4 separate regions of the Mus musculus genome follow, and regions 1, 2 and 3 are each linked to region 4. The links are chromatin contacts, called in public promoter capture Hi-C maps. All regions are on one chromosome and are shown on one strand. Each heading gives the region's core, a stretch centred on a gene start, on an enhancer-like site or on the middle of the called end of the contact. The rest is flanking DNA. Distances are from core to core; before and after follow the strand shown. Region 1 holds the start of Nsf (N-ethylmaleimide sensitive fusion protein). Region 2 holds the start of Hdac5 (histone deacetylase 5). Region 3 holds the start of Tmub2 (transmembrane and ubiquitin-like domain containing 2). Region 4 holds the start of Nmt1 (N-myristoyltransferase 1).

What was found. Promoter capture Hi-C pulls out the DNA fragments that hold promoters and counts their contacts.
Region 1: a contact with region 4 is called in a promoter capture Hi-C map of pre-B cells, with 2.9 times the contacts expected there. The contact joins the promoter of Nsf here to the promoter of Nmt1 in region 4. A contact is called at or near these places in 4 of 39 promoter capture datasets (hippocampal neurons, liver and pre-B cells), 2 of 484 Hi-C or Micro-C datasets (CD4 T cells and pre-B cells) and 1 of 9 other capture datasets (adipose tissue).
Region 2: a promoter capture Hi-C map of neutrophils shows a contact between it and region 4, with 2.3 times the contacts expected there. The contact joins the promoter of Hdac5 here to the promoter of Nmt1 in region 4. A contact is called at or near these places in 4 of 39 promoter capture datasets (cranial neural crest, embryonic stem cells, erythroid cells and 1 more) and 1 of 115 datasets of contacts at active chromatin or transcription factors (memory CD8 T cells).
Region 3: a promoter capture Hi-C map of liver shows a contact between it and region 4, with 4 times the contacts expected there. The contact joins the promoter of Tmub2 here to the promoter of Nmt1 in region 4. A contact is called at or near these places in 2 of 39 promoter capture datasets (liver and pre-B cells), 1 of 115 datasets of contacts at active chromatin or transcription factors (memory CD8 T cells) and 1 of 9 other capture datasets (pancreatic islet).

The regions. Positions count from the first base shown.
Region 1 is chr11:103,952,759-103,955,458 of GRCm38.p6, reverse strand. Nsf (N-ethylmaleimide sensitive fusion protein) reads left to right here and starts at 1,403. Exons shown (of 21, transcript NM_008740.4): 1 at 1,403-1,489. The coding sequence starts at 1,478.
Region 2 is chr11:102,228,754-102,231,453 of GRCm38.p6, reverse strand. It overlaps Hdac5 (histone deacetylase 5), which reads left to right and starts at 1,282. Exons shown (of 27, transcript NM_010412.3): 1 at 1,282-1,449. Mir8101 (microRNA 8101) reads left to right here and starts at 1,304; the gene lies at 1,304-1,414.
Region 3 is chr11:102,283,536-102,286,235 of GRCm38.p6, reverse strand. Tmub2 (transmembrane and ubiquitin-like domain containing 2) reads right to left here and starts at 1,285. Exons shown (of 4, transcript NM_028076.4): 1 at 1,148-1,285; 2 at 518-572. The coding sequence starts at 552.
Region 4 is chr11:103,027,102-103,029,801 of GRCm38.p6, reverse strand. Nmt1 (N-myristoyltransferase 1) reads right to left here and starts at 1,259. Exons shown (of 12, transcript NM_008707.4): 1 at 1,100-1,259. The coding sequence starts at 1,230. It also overlaps a transcript of Dcakd not described here.

The sequences.
Region 1 (2,700 bases), core at 154-2,653, 930 kb before region 4:
AGGTCTTACTGGTTTCACTGTTAGGTATGTTATATCAATGAATTTAATAATCTTTCAGATGCAAAACTTGAGTAGAATTTCAATGCTAAGATGATATAAGAACGTAGATCCTGTACAGAATTCTTGGAAAGAGAGGTAACTCTTGAGCAAATATAATTTTTGCTTAGTTCTGAGTCCTTTCTTAGAGACACTCATTACAGTGAAGATATTGATAGTGTGAATGGTTCTGACTTACTGACTTACCAGTTACTAAAAACTGGTCCCTATCTTGACCACCCTAGCATAGGAAATACCCCTGTAGCTCCCTTTTATCCCTGTCGGTGTGTACACCCTTTTGTTTGCTGTTCCCTGGGCCTGCTGAGTGCTTCTCAGGACTGATTAGGCTGCACCCCCTACCCCTAGTATCTCCCTTTTAGAGTATTTCAAGGTCTTCAGGTTTGCTCCCAGGAAGAGGTACCCATTCCATCCCAGAGACTTTCCTCTAAGAGGGTTCCTCCAACTTTACTTTTCCTTTTAGGGAGTAATCTTATTGAATATCTCATGTATTCTCATAGATATCATGTCTTATTTTTACATGTTGCATACATTTTAAATGACATTATATATTTGTAAGGGGACCCAAGAGTACTTTAGAGAAAAGTGCTGAAGAGGACATAAGGGAACGGATATGAGGAGGCTATGTCAAACATTCCTCCTTAACCCTGAAGTCCTGCTACATGCTAAAAGTCTCACTTTCAGCCTTGGCAGGACAGGGTACACCTGTCTTGTTTCCTGTGTGAGACTTTTACTGCTGTGCTGCTTATAGAACTATCTTCTGGTATTTTGTCTTATCCAAATCATTTTAGTTTTTCTGTGGCATTGTTTTTTTTTTTTTCCTGAGGACTCAAAATAGAGTTTTGAACATGCAGAGGTGGATGGCGGAATACCAATGCACGTTAAAACAAACGAACAAACAAACACCTTAAAAAAGATAGAAGTTGTGCTTATAAATGAAAATATCGAACTATAAAGCTAGCGCATATATAATTATGATTCACTCTCAAAACAAGTGTGCCTGCAAAGAAAAGCTCGGATTCGAATAGAATCCGAATTCAGAACCAGCTTTTAGCTATTGCGCGCCCCCTCCACAGTCCCCTTTGGGGGAAAGGCCAGCAACCACGCGGGGTTTTCTCGGCGCATTCTGTTTTAAGAGGTCTGGAAGCAGAAAGCTAAAAGTCCATTAAAAGGCCACGTGGCCAGCTTTGTGAAAACCGGGTAGCAGTGAGGCGGCCAGCTTGTCTTCAGCCAAAATGGCGGTGCTCGGACTGCGCGCTCGCACGGGATGGGGAAGGGCGTCGGGGACGCGGCCGGGCGCGGGCGCGGCCTCCCGGCGGCTGCGCGCCTGCGCGAGGGCCGGCTGCCGGCGAGCACGCGCGCGGCGGAGGCGGGCTCAGCAGAGTGCGGAGCTGCAACCTGGGAGCCGGACGTGTCCGCGAAGATGGCGGGCCGGGTGAGTGGCGGCCGGGCAGCCCGGGCTCGCAGCGGATCGCCCGAGGTCGCGACTGCTGCGAGGTCCACGAGGGCTCCGGGGAAGGGGCGCGAGGCTGAGCACCCAGGAACGCTGAAGGAAGGGAGGTCAGAGCAACGCTGGAGGCGAGACAGTGTAGCTGCGGCAGGGGATTAGCTCTGCTCAGAAACTCTGTCCTCCCCGAGGGTTGTCTCTTCGTCCCCCGGGTCTCCAGTGCTTCCCTTGTCATCCCCTGGGGCTCGTTTCTCTCGTCCTTCAAGCATCTTGAGGGTAGTGGCCACTGGAGCCCCCCTCTGACGAGCGCTGTGTGCCCTCCACACTCCTCCGAGGGTTTCTGAGGTGGCACTGCCGGATAACCGCGGGGTGTAGTCTGCTGCAGTCAGGGCGAGGGTGTGGGAACCCATTTCTAGTTCTTCCTAAATGAATGTTATGAAAAGAGGAGGGGAGGTCTGCAAATTACTTTTACGGCTAACCTTAGACCATCTCCTGGGGAGAAACATATCAGCTGTGAAGCAGCAATGTCTTTCGTGCAGATGGACTTGGGGTGTCACGTTTTGTTTTTCTAAATGACAGTCGATTCGAATGCAGCAGGCTGTGTTGTAGTCTCAGGGATTTACATTTTACTTCCCCATTAAGCTCGTAGGACGGCGGGGTAGGATTGGGGTTGGCGAGGAGAGATGGGGCCAGGTCACTGCTGTTATTGCAGTAGGCATCAGAGCTAATATCGCTGATGGATGGATCCTGCCCAGAGATTGCCCTGTTCGAAACCTGGGGACATTAACTGCGTCATTACAGACTAACGTTGTGCTTGACTGATTCACTTACACCTGAATATTTGAATAAGTTTGCATACATGTATGCATATATGTAAATGTCCTGTCTAAAGAGAATTGTAGGTCATGAGATTCTAAAGTCCCAAAGAGACGGTAGAGGTCATCAGACTAGCTCCATCTTTTTCTCTTCCTTTTTTCATAATCCCCCTTTTATCTCAAGCTGACCCTTTTAACTATTTCAGGGTCTGTTTTTGCCTCCTCAGGAGCCCCTCTCCTGAATCATCAGCCCTTCTGGAATGCACTGGTCTCTTAAACCCTCCCTCTGCCCCCACAGACTTTTCCTCTAACCATTTTTTTTCCCCCAGTGGCAAAGTCTGGTGATTTTCTGTGTGTGTTGACTCTCATTTGCCTACCACCTGC
Region 2 (2,700 bases), core at 33-2,532, 800 kb after region 4:
TGTATAAAGTATTGGAACTAATGGATATTTTGTTTTGTTTGTTTGTTTGTTTTTTCCAGACAGGGTTTCTCAGTATGGCTGTCCTGGAACTCACTCTGTAGACCAGGCTGGTCTTAAACTCAGAGATCTGCCTGCCTCTGCCTCCCAAGTGCTGGGATTAAAGCCGTATGTCAAGGCAATAAACAAAGTCTAAGAGCTTGTCAGGATGACCAAGATACCTGAGCCTACTTCCCTGTCCTAGCCCAAAATCACATTCTTGCCTGAAATCTACTTCTTTGTTCCACCCTAAAATTAGATTCCTACCTGAACTTACTCCCTTGTCATGGCCCAATGTCAGATTCCTGCCTGAATCTCATTTTCTTGTCCTTGACCAATGTCAGATTCCTGTCAAACGCCCCAAAAGCCGCTTTTACACCCCCCACATATGTATAATTTTGAGCATCTGTATGATAACTTACTAAATAGATGTCTCCTAGTTTATTTGCAGATACCTACCTGATGGATATTTATTTAGGTTGTTTCTGACATCTCATATAACAAACAATCTCTTCCTATACTCATTTTGGAGCACAATATTTTCTTAGAATACATTTTTTGCTAGGAAAATTGCTAGGTCATTGACAAAACAATGTAGGTTTAATGATACAGTCATGTTCAGTTCCACTGACGTGGTAGTAGTATGTGTGGTATCAAAGTTGGGGACCAGCGGACTTTTAGGTTCTTGGTCTGTTCCTTTGAAGGCCAGGGACAGTTACAACCTATGCTGGCTTTCTCCAAGGAGTTTCTTTTAACAAGATGCAGCGCTGTGCCATATTAGCACGGTGGGTTAGAGACTTGTCCAAGCTAATCTTTCAGCTTTGACGCGCCTGCAGGGGCTTCCACTTCCAAGGCAGCCCCTAGGATTCCACCCCCCTCTACCCTCCCCCTAACGAGGGAAGGGCGTGTTAGGGAACAGCTCAGGCGGGCAAAGATTGCACCATCCGCCGTTTGAAAAGGAAGTCGAAAAAGCACAGAGAACAAAATCGTAAATCCCACACATCCAGCCCCTGCAGCAGCCGGGGTCCGGGTTCTACTCAGTTCATTACTTGGCGAAGAGATCGGGATCCCTTCTCTGCCACCTCCACCCCAGCCTAACCTTGGGCTGGGCATTGGCCCTTTAAGAAGCTGTCACGGTGGCGCTATTGGTCCCGCCCATCTGAGGGGAGGGCCGAATGGGAGGGGAGGGTTCTCGGTTGAAGCCCGAAAAAGGGGGGGTCTGAGCCTATTTTTAGCTCGGGGTCGGGTCACGTGACGAGAGTGACGTCTCCGAATGTTGTTGTTGGTGGCGGCGGCGAGCGGAGCCGGAGGAGCCGCCGCAAAGATGGAGGAGCCGTCGAGGAGGCGCTGCCGCTGCTGTTGCCGCCGCTGCTGCCGCCGCCGCCCGCGAAGCCGGAGCTCGAGCCGCAGCGGGTGAGCGCGCCGCACCCGCCAGGACCCCACCTCCCACGGCCCCGGGACGCCCCGCAGCGTCCCGTCCTCCCGCCGTCGCTGCCCGCGGGCTCCCCGCGACCCTGTCCTTCCTCCCGGCGCGCGCGCCGAGCCAGCCCGCACCCCCAGGGAGCGTCGCTGGGCCCGGGGAGTGTCGCCTTTGGCTCGCCGCGCGCGCCCCTCCTCATCCCTCCCTTGCAGGGCTCCTTCTCTGCAGGTAAGGGAGGGGCCGATTTTCCCGCACCCCGCACCCCGCGCCCCCAAATGTCCCGCAGACCGGCCGGGGATGTCTGATTTGTCTCCTCCCCGGCGGCTCATAATCCGTTGCAACTGCGATTTGAGCCTTGCAACCCGCATTCTGGGCAGACCCTCTCTTCACTAGACACCCCTTTCTTGTTACTCTGAGGTGAGGGGCGCAGCCCACCCACAGTGCTTCTCCAAGTGGCGAAGAACATACCCTTGATTTTATGTCCTTGACGTCCCTGCAGGTGGAAGAGGACTGCGGGGCCCATCTTACTTGTCTGTGCTATTCACCCCCTCGCCTGTGAGGCGTTACTGCGTTTATTACCACCCTCTTCTGTCTGACACCCTGGAGCTCGGGAAAGAGCTGGGAGATGAATTGGTGATCTTTCTTGGCTAGGGCAGATCTCCCCACCCCACTCCCGCGCCCAGTTTTCATCTTGGGTTTGTTTCTCATGGGGCAGAGGTTCTAATAGTGCCTTGTTAACTTGGGGGAGTCGGCTTCCCCCCTCCCCACCCATCCCTGGGGCCCTCAGGAAGATGAGAACTGGCTGGACGATAAGTAATTAATCTAAGAGCTGGGGGGGGGCGCGGGGAGTGTGTTTCATTTCGGGGAGAAGGTGACCACTTCATGTCCCTGCGTTTGGCCTTCTGAGATGAGCTTTGTCCCTGAAGAGGAAGGATAGCAGCTGCAGTTGCTTTTGGGGTGTGTGTGGTGTGTGTGTGTGTAGTGTGTGTAGTGTGTGTGTGTACCCATCACTCTGGTAGTGACCACTATGCTTCTGGGTCCTGGAATTAGCTTTGGATCTTGGGAATGGGAATGGAGAGAGGGGTTTAGGGATCAGTGGGAGGGGAAGATAGAGTTAGATCCTAGGAACAAAAGGAGGCAGGGATGGGAGATTGGTTTGGGCCAGAAGACCTCTGGCTAATCCTTACATTGGAACCTGTTGGCCCTCCACTTAGGTCCTAAGGTTGCAGGCAGGGAGGGTCTCC
Region 3 (2,700 bases), core at 36-2,535, 740 kb after region 4:
GAAATACTTCCCAACGGTTCCCACTATCCTTCTTTCAATCTGTCTTGTGCTATGAAGGTTTTCCCTCTCTGCGGCTTCTGAGAAAGCATTGGAGGCTCTCTGCATATTCCTCGGAGTACCGTCTCTTTTCCTTGGAGAATCTACGTTCACAGCTGTCTCTGGGCAAATCCATCTGGTGATTATCATCATCAGACTACTCTCACAGCACCCACAAAACATCATTACACTCATAACCTGTCCATTTCTTCATTGACTCCTGGAAGATAAGAACCGAGGGTAGTTCTCTTTGTTTGAAGCTCTTAATGCAATGTCACAGTAGCTGCTCAAGGAATATTTGTAGAACACACCAACACTCTCAGAAGCGTTTCCACAGCCTTATTTACACAGATTGGCCCTGGAGTCAGGGAAGCGATTCTGGGTCACTGTCTAGCCCCTCTTCTAGCTATGCAATGTCCAGCAACGTTCTCAAAGCCTCAGCTTTCTCAACAGTAAAGTGGGGTTTAAAATGGTTACCTACCTCATAAGGTTGTTTTGAAGAAGACGTGAAATCATCGAAGCAAAAATAATTAACACTGTTCAATAAACAAATGATAGCAATTACGTCTCACTCCCATAACTAACCCCTGTTGGTCAGGTTAGTGTCAGGAACCGTGATGTACACAAAAGGAAACTGTGGCAAAGACAGATGGAAGCGGAGGACACAAGGAACTGCCGCGGGCAGGGGCCAGATAGGGGACCTGCATCTGTCTGACCAAGGCCTCGGCTTTCTCCTCAGCCTGTGGACGATCCTGACCGCACTGTGGGGAGTCGTCCCCGACCGTGCTTTTTTCTGGGGTGAAGGTTCTGCGTCTGAAAGGTCCTATTCCCTTGGCAGTGGAGTCCATCAGCACCCCCCACCCCACCCCCGAGCCGAGGAGCTTCCGGGTTTCGGTCGCAGTGCCCAAGCCCGACTCTCCGGGACAGTGATGGTTTAGGGTCAGGTGAAGAAGCGAGGGTCGGGAGGTAGGGGGGTCACAAACCATCCACACCCCTCAAACTTCGGGGCGGGGCAGAGGAGAGGGGGCGGAGCTTGAGGACGCGAGGAGTCATGGGAGATTAAAGGGGGTTTGGATGGTTACTGTGCCTCGATGGGGAAGGAAAGCCTCACCTGACAAAGCCAGGATAAATGTTTTGACTTCGCCAGGACAGTCTTTGTAGTTCTCTTTCCGTAGGGGTCAGGGGAGGGGCTGGCAACTCAGGATTCTGTCCAGGGTCCGATCTCTTCCGGCTTTTCTCGGAAGCTGTTAACATCCAGGACAGGAAGTCCCGCCTCCCCGCCTTGTACTGATGACGCAAAGCTACGTAAGGCGGACTGACGTAAACGTAATCTTTAAATAAAAGGGCCAGGTTGCGCCGCGGCAGAAGGGGAGGAGTCATTGTTGGCGGGATTTCGGACCTCCGGCAGTAAGACCACGCCCATTAGGCGTGGCCTCGGACCTCCTGGAGGTCGGAGGCGGGGCCAAAAGAGAAGAGGCGGGGGAAGGTGTTTGTGGGGGGCGTGGTTTCATGCTTAGACGATTGCCCTGGCAAGCTCTCCTGGTCCACCCGCCGCTAGGTTTCCTTCTTTCCCGCCTGGTTTTTCCTTCCGGTTTGGTTCTCTAGCTCCAGAGCTAATGAGATTCATTACTGCTTCGCCAATGCACACCAGGCTCCAAGGTTGGGAGCGGTAAAGTCTGCTATTTTTGACTTCTAAGACAGTTGTTCCTCGAGGAGATGGGCAAGAATACAAATTAAAGTCTTAAGTACTTGAAGATTTCTACCTCGTATAGCTTTAATAAATGAAGCGGGAAGGCATTTTAAAGAGATACAAATACAGTGCCCTCAGCCGGGCAGTGGTGGCACACGCATTTAATCCCAGCACTTGGGAGGCAGAGGCAGGCTGATTTCTGAGTTCGAGGCCAGCCGGGTCTACAAGTAGTGAGTTCCAGGACAGCCAGGGCTATACAGAGAAACCCTGTCTCGAAAAACAAACAAACAAACAAAAAACAAATAGAGTGCCTTCTTAAGAAAGGATTTTTTTTCTTTTACTTGTTTCTATGTGTATGCCGCGTGTGTGGGTACTTGCAGAGCCCAGAAGAGGGCATTGGATCTCCATGAGCTAGGGTTACAAGAGGTTGTAAATCGCCAGTCTTGAGTGCTGGGGAGAGAACTCAGGTCTTCTGGCAAGAAGAACAAGTGCTCTTAACCATTGAACCATCTCTCCAAGTCTATCACCCTGGATTAGTTTTTCCTTTTTTTTTTTTTTTTTTTGGTTTTGTTTGATTGTTGATTCACTATGTAGAAGAGCAAGCAGCCTTTCTCAACCTTTGAGTCTAACGACTCATTCAGAGGTCGCATATCGGATTTTATATTAGTATTCATAAGAGTAGCAAAATTACAGTTGTGAAGTAGCACCAAAAATAACTTTACAGAGAACCAGTGTAGTGGATGATCTTTCCCATCTGGGCACCACCATGAGATTAACCCAGTGTTTTGATGGTCTTGGTCACTTTAAGAAATGTATTACATTTTATTTATTGATTGAGTATATGTAGATGTGTGCACTACAGCCCAAACGTGGCGGTCAGAGGACAGCTTGTGGGACTTGATTCTCCTTCTACCCTGGGGGTCCCAGGGGTTGAACTGATGTCACCAGCCTTTGTGGCAACTGCCCCTCCCCAT
Region 4 (2,700 bases), core at 10-2,509:
GTCTCTACACAAAAATATACATATGTATACATACATACATACATACATACATATTGGGTGGGGGCGTTAGAGCAGCAGGAAAATAATATGAACTTAAATACATCATTTTTCGTGACTGGCTTACTGATGTACTGATTGGAAAAACAAAGACAAATACAAATTCTCAAATATCTGGCCCATTTCTTCTTCTCTACTAACAAAAGACTGAAATTACTTATAGTAAGACCCTGACCTACACAGTGACCTGTAACAGTACTAATCCCCATACCCGAGAGACAAGAACATCACCCCAAGTTTGGAGTCAATCTGTTCTACATTGTATGCCCCAGGCCAGCCATAGCTACACAGTAGAACCTGTCTAAAAAGGCAAAACATAACGAACAAAAAACCCCAGGGAGACCCTAAAGTACAAGACGTGCAGTAGTACCCCACAAATACCACATGTTCTCCAAGAAGCAACATCAGTTTATTGAAGCTTTGAGGCCCTTCACTAAATTAACAAAGTGAAGGTACAATGAAATTGACTCTTCACCGATTATTTGAGGCAACAGACACTGAATAAATCAAAACATCACATCACTAATAACATAGGATCATAGTGAGTTTATATTTCGGACTTGTCTGGCAGTTATATTTTACAACATAATTATATGCATGGCTTGTATAGCCTAGTGAATTTCCTCATTGAGCGTGAACTACAACGAAATGTTTTATTATTAGTTTATGGCTAGTCACGTTTCTCATACACCTTTATAAGTAACGTTCCTTCTGAACCGCAGCTTCTAGATTGCTCTGCATTGTACTACTGAAATCTACCGTTCAAAATGTTCTTTTCCCCCATCGTGCCTAAAGCAAGGGAGTGGTACACTAAACAGAACTTTTATATAATAAAAGTATTGCATGTCTCCGACCCTTAATATCTGAGCACCCATCCTGGTAAGTGACAAAGACAAAAACCAATCGCTAGGTAGGATCTCAATGGCTTAGCCAATAAGAACATGGGGGTGGGGTTAGACTAAGCTCCCGGTGACTTCCCCGCACCCCAGATACCCAGCTTGTGGGAGACCGGACAGGAATTGGGCTACGATGATCTCGTTACCTCCTGTTGTGGCTGTTGTCCTCCTCGTTCTCGCAATCGCTGCAGTGCTCATGGCCGTTTCCATTCCCTTCCATCATCAGTGGCAACGAAGGTGCCGGCAGCTTCACTGCTGTCTCACTCTCATCCGCCATCTTGGGTTGCGAGAGCCGGACTCCGCGCCCCGCTACATGGAGGGCTCCTATTGGACAGAGGAAGTACGCGCTGTATTCTGGGTTTTGTAGTTTGTGTGAAGAAATCTGCCACTAAGGGTGGCTTGTTTTCAAAAAACTGTACCGATGTGGACTACAAAACCCAGAAATCATGAAGGGACGCTGCCTTGGGAGGAGCGGGCAGCAATTCCGGAAGCCCCTAGGTTCGGCCGCCCTCTGAGACGAAGGGCGCTGTACGCCTTATAGGGTGGTCGCGGGGCACGCTGGGAGTTGCAGTTCCATGTTGAATTAGAGTTTCGCAAGTAAAGGGCTTGCAAAGTCCAAGGTTTTCAGGCCGCCCTTGGTAATCAACAGGCCACAGATGAGCCGTTATCGGCTAACGTTAAGGACCGTTACCATTCCTGGGTAAGTGAAAGACACTGAGGTTCATGGCTGCGATTCTCCAGGAGCTCAAATGCCCTTACAGAGGACTTTCCTATAGGTTTGCTCTCGGCTGCCTTCCCTACTCCAGCCTTTAGGGAGACCTGGGTCTTTGGAAATCTAAAACCGAGAGGCAGTGCATTGAGGTGTGTGGAACACTGCCCCCGAGCCAAAGACTTGATTGCTTGCAGGGGAGGCTTACCATTTCTTGGCTTCTAATTTTGCACTGCGCTCTTCTTCACATTTCCCTTTGATTCTCCTCTAGAGCCTTCCATAACAAGTCTTTTTTTTTAAGATTATGATAATTACACCATTTCCCCACTTCCCCTTTCCTTCCTCTAACCCCTCCCATATACACCCCACCTTGCTCTCAAATTCATGGCCTCTTTTTCTTTAGTTGTTGTTACATATGGGTGTGTGTGTGTTTTCCTAAATATATAAATATAGCCCGTTCAGTAAGCATAATGTTGTATGCAAATGATTTCAGGGCTGGTGTGCCTGGGAAGAACTATTTCCTCCCCCATTTTTAGCCTTCCTTAATTGCCTGTAGTTCTTAGTCTGGGGTTGAGGCCTCACGAGCTCCCCTACTCCCAACACAAGACTTTAATGAGCACTTACACGCCAGGCTCTGGCGTAAGACTTTTTGTACCTGAATTCCTATAATTTTAACAAGCTTAGAATGTGTTATGCCATTATTATTCCTTTTTCACAGATGAAAAGACTGTTCCAGAAAAGTTGGTACATTGTTTGTAGGCGGCAAAATCTGTCTATAAATCTGTATCTACCTACTCTGTGCCCTCTGTAAGGCTTCACCGTCACACCAGTCACACTGTTGGATCCAGGCAACTTCCAAGGACGAATCAGTTATAGCCAGGTAAATGCAGCATCTATCTTAGAATTGCCTAAATGCTTCTGTCCCTCTGGGCTTTGTCCTGTAACTAGCTAGTCTAATCATAATCCTGAGAAGATTGCCCAAAGACAAGGGCTTAGAGCCTTCCTATTTGTGCTGAGTATGCTGGGTGGTGAAAGACT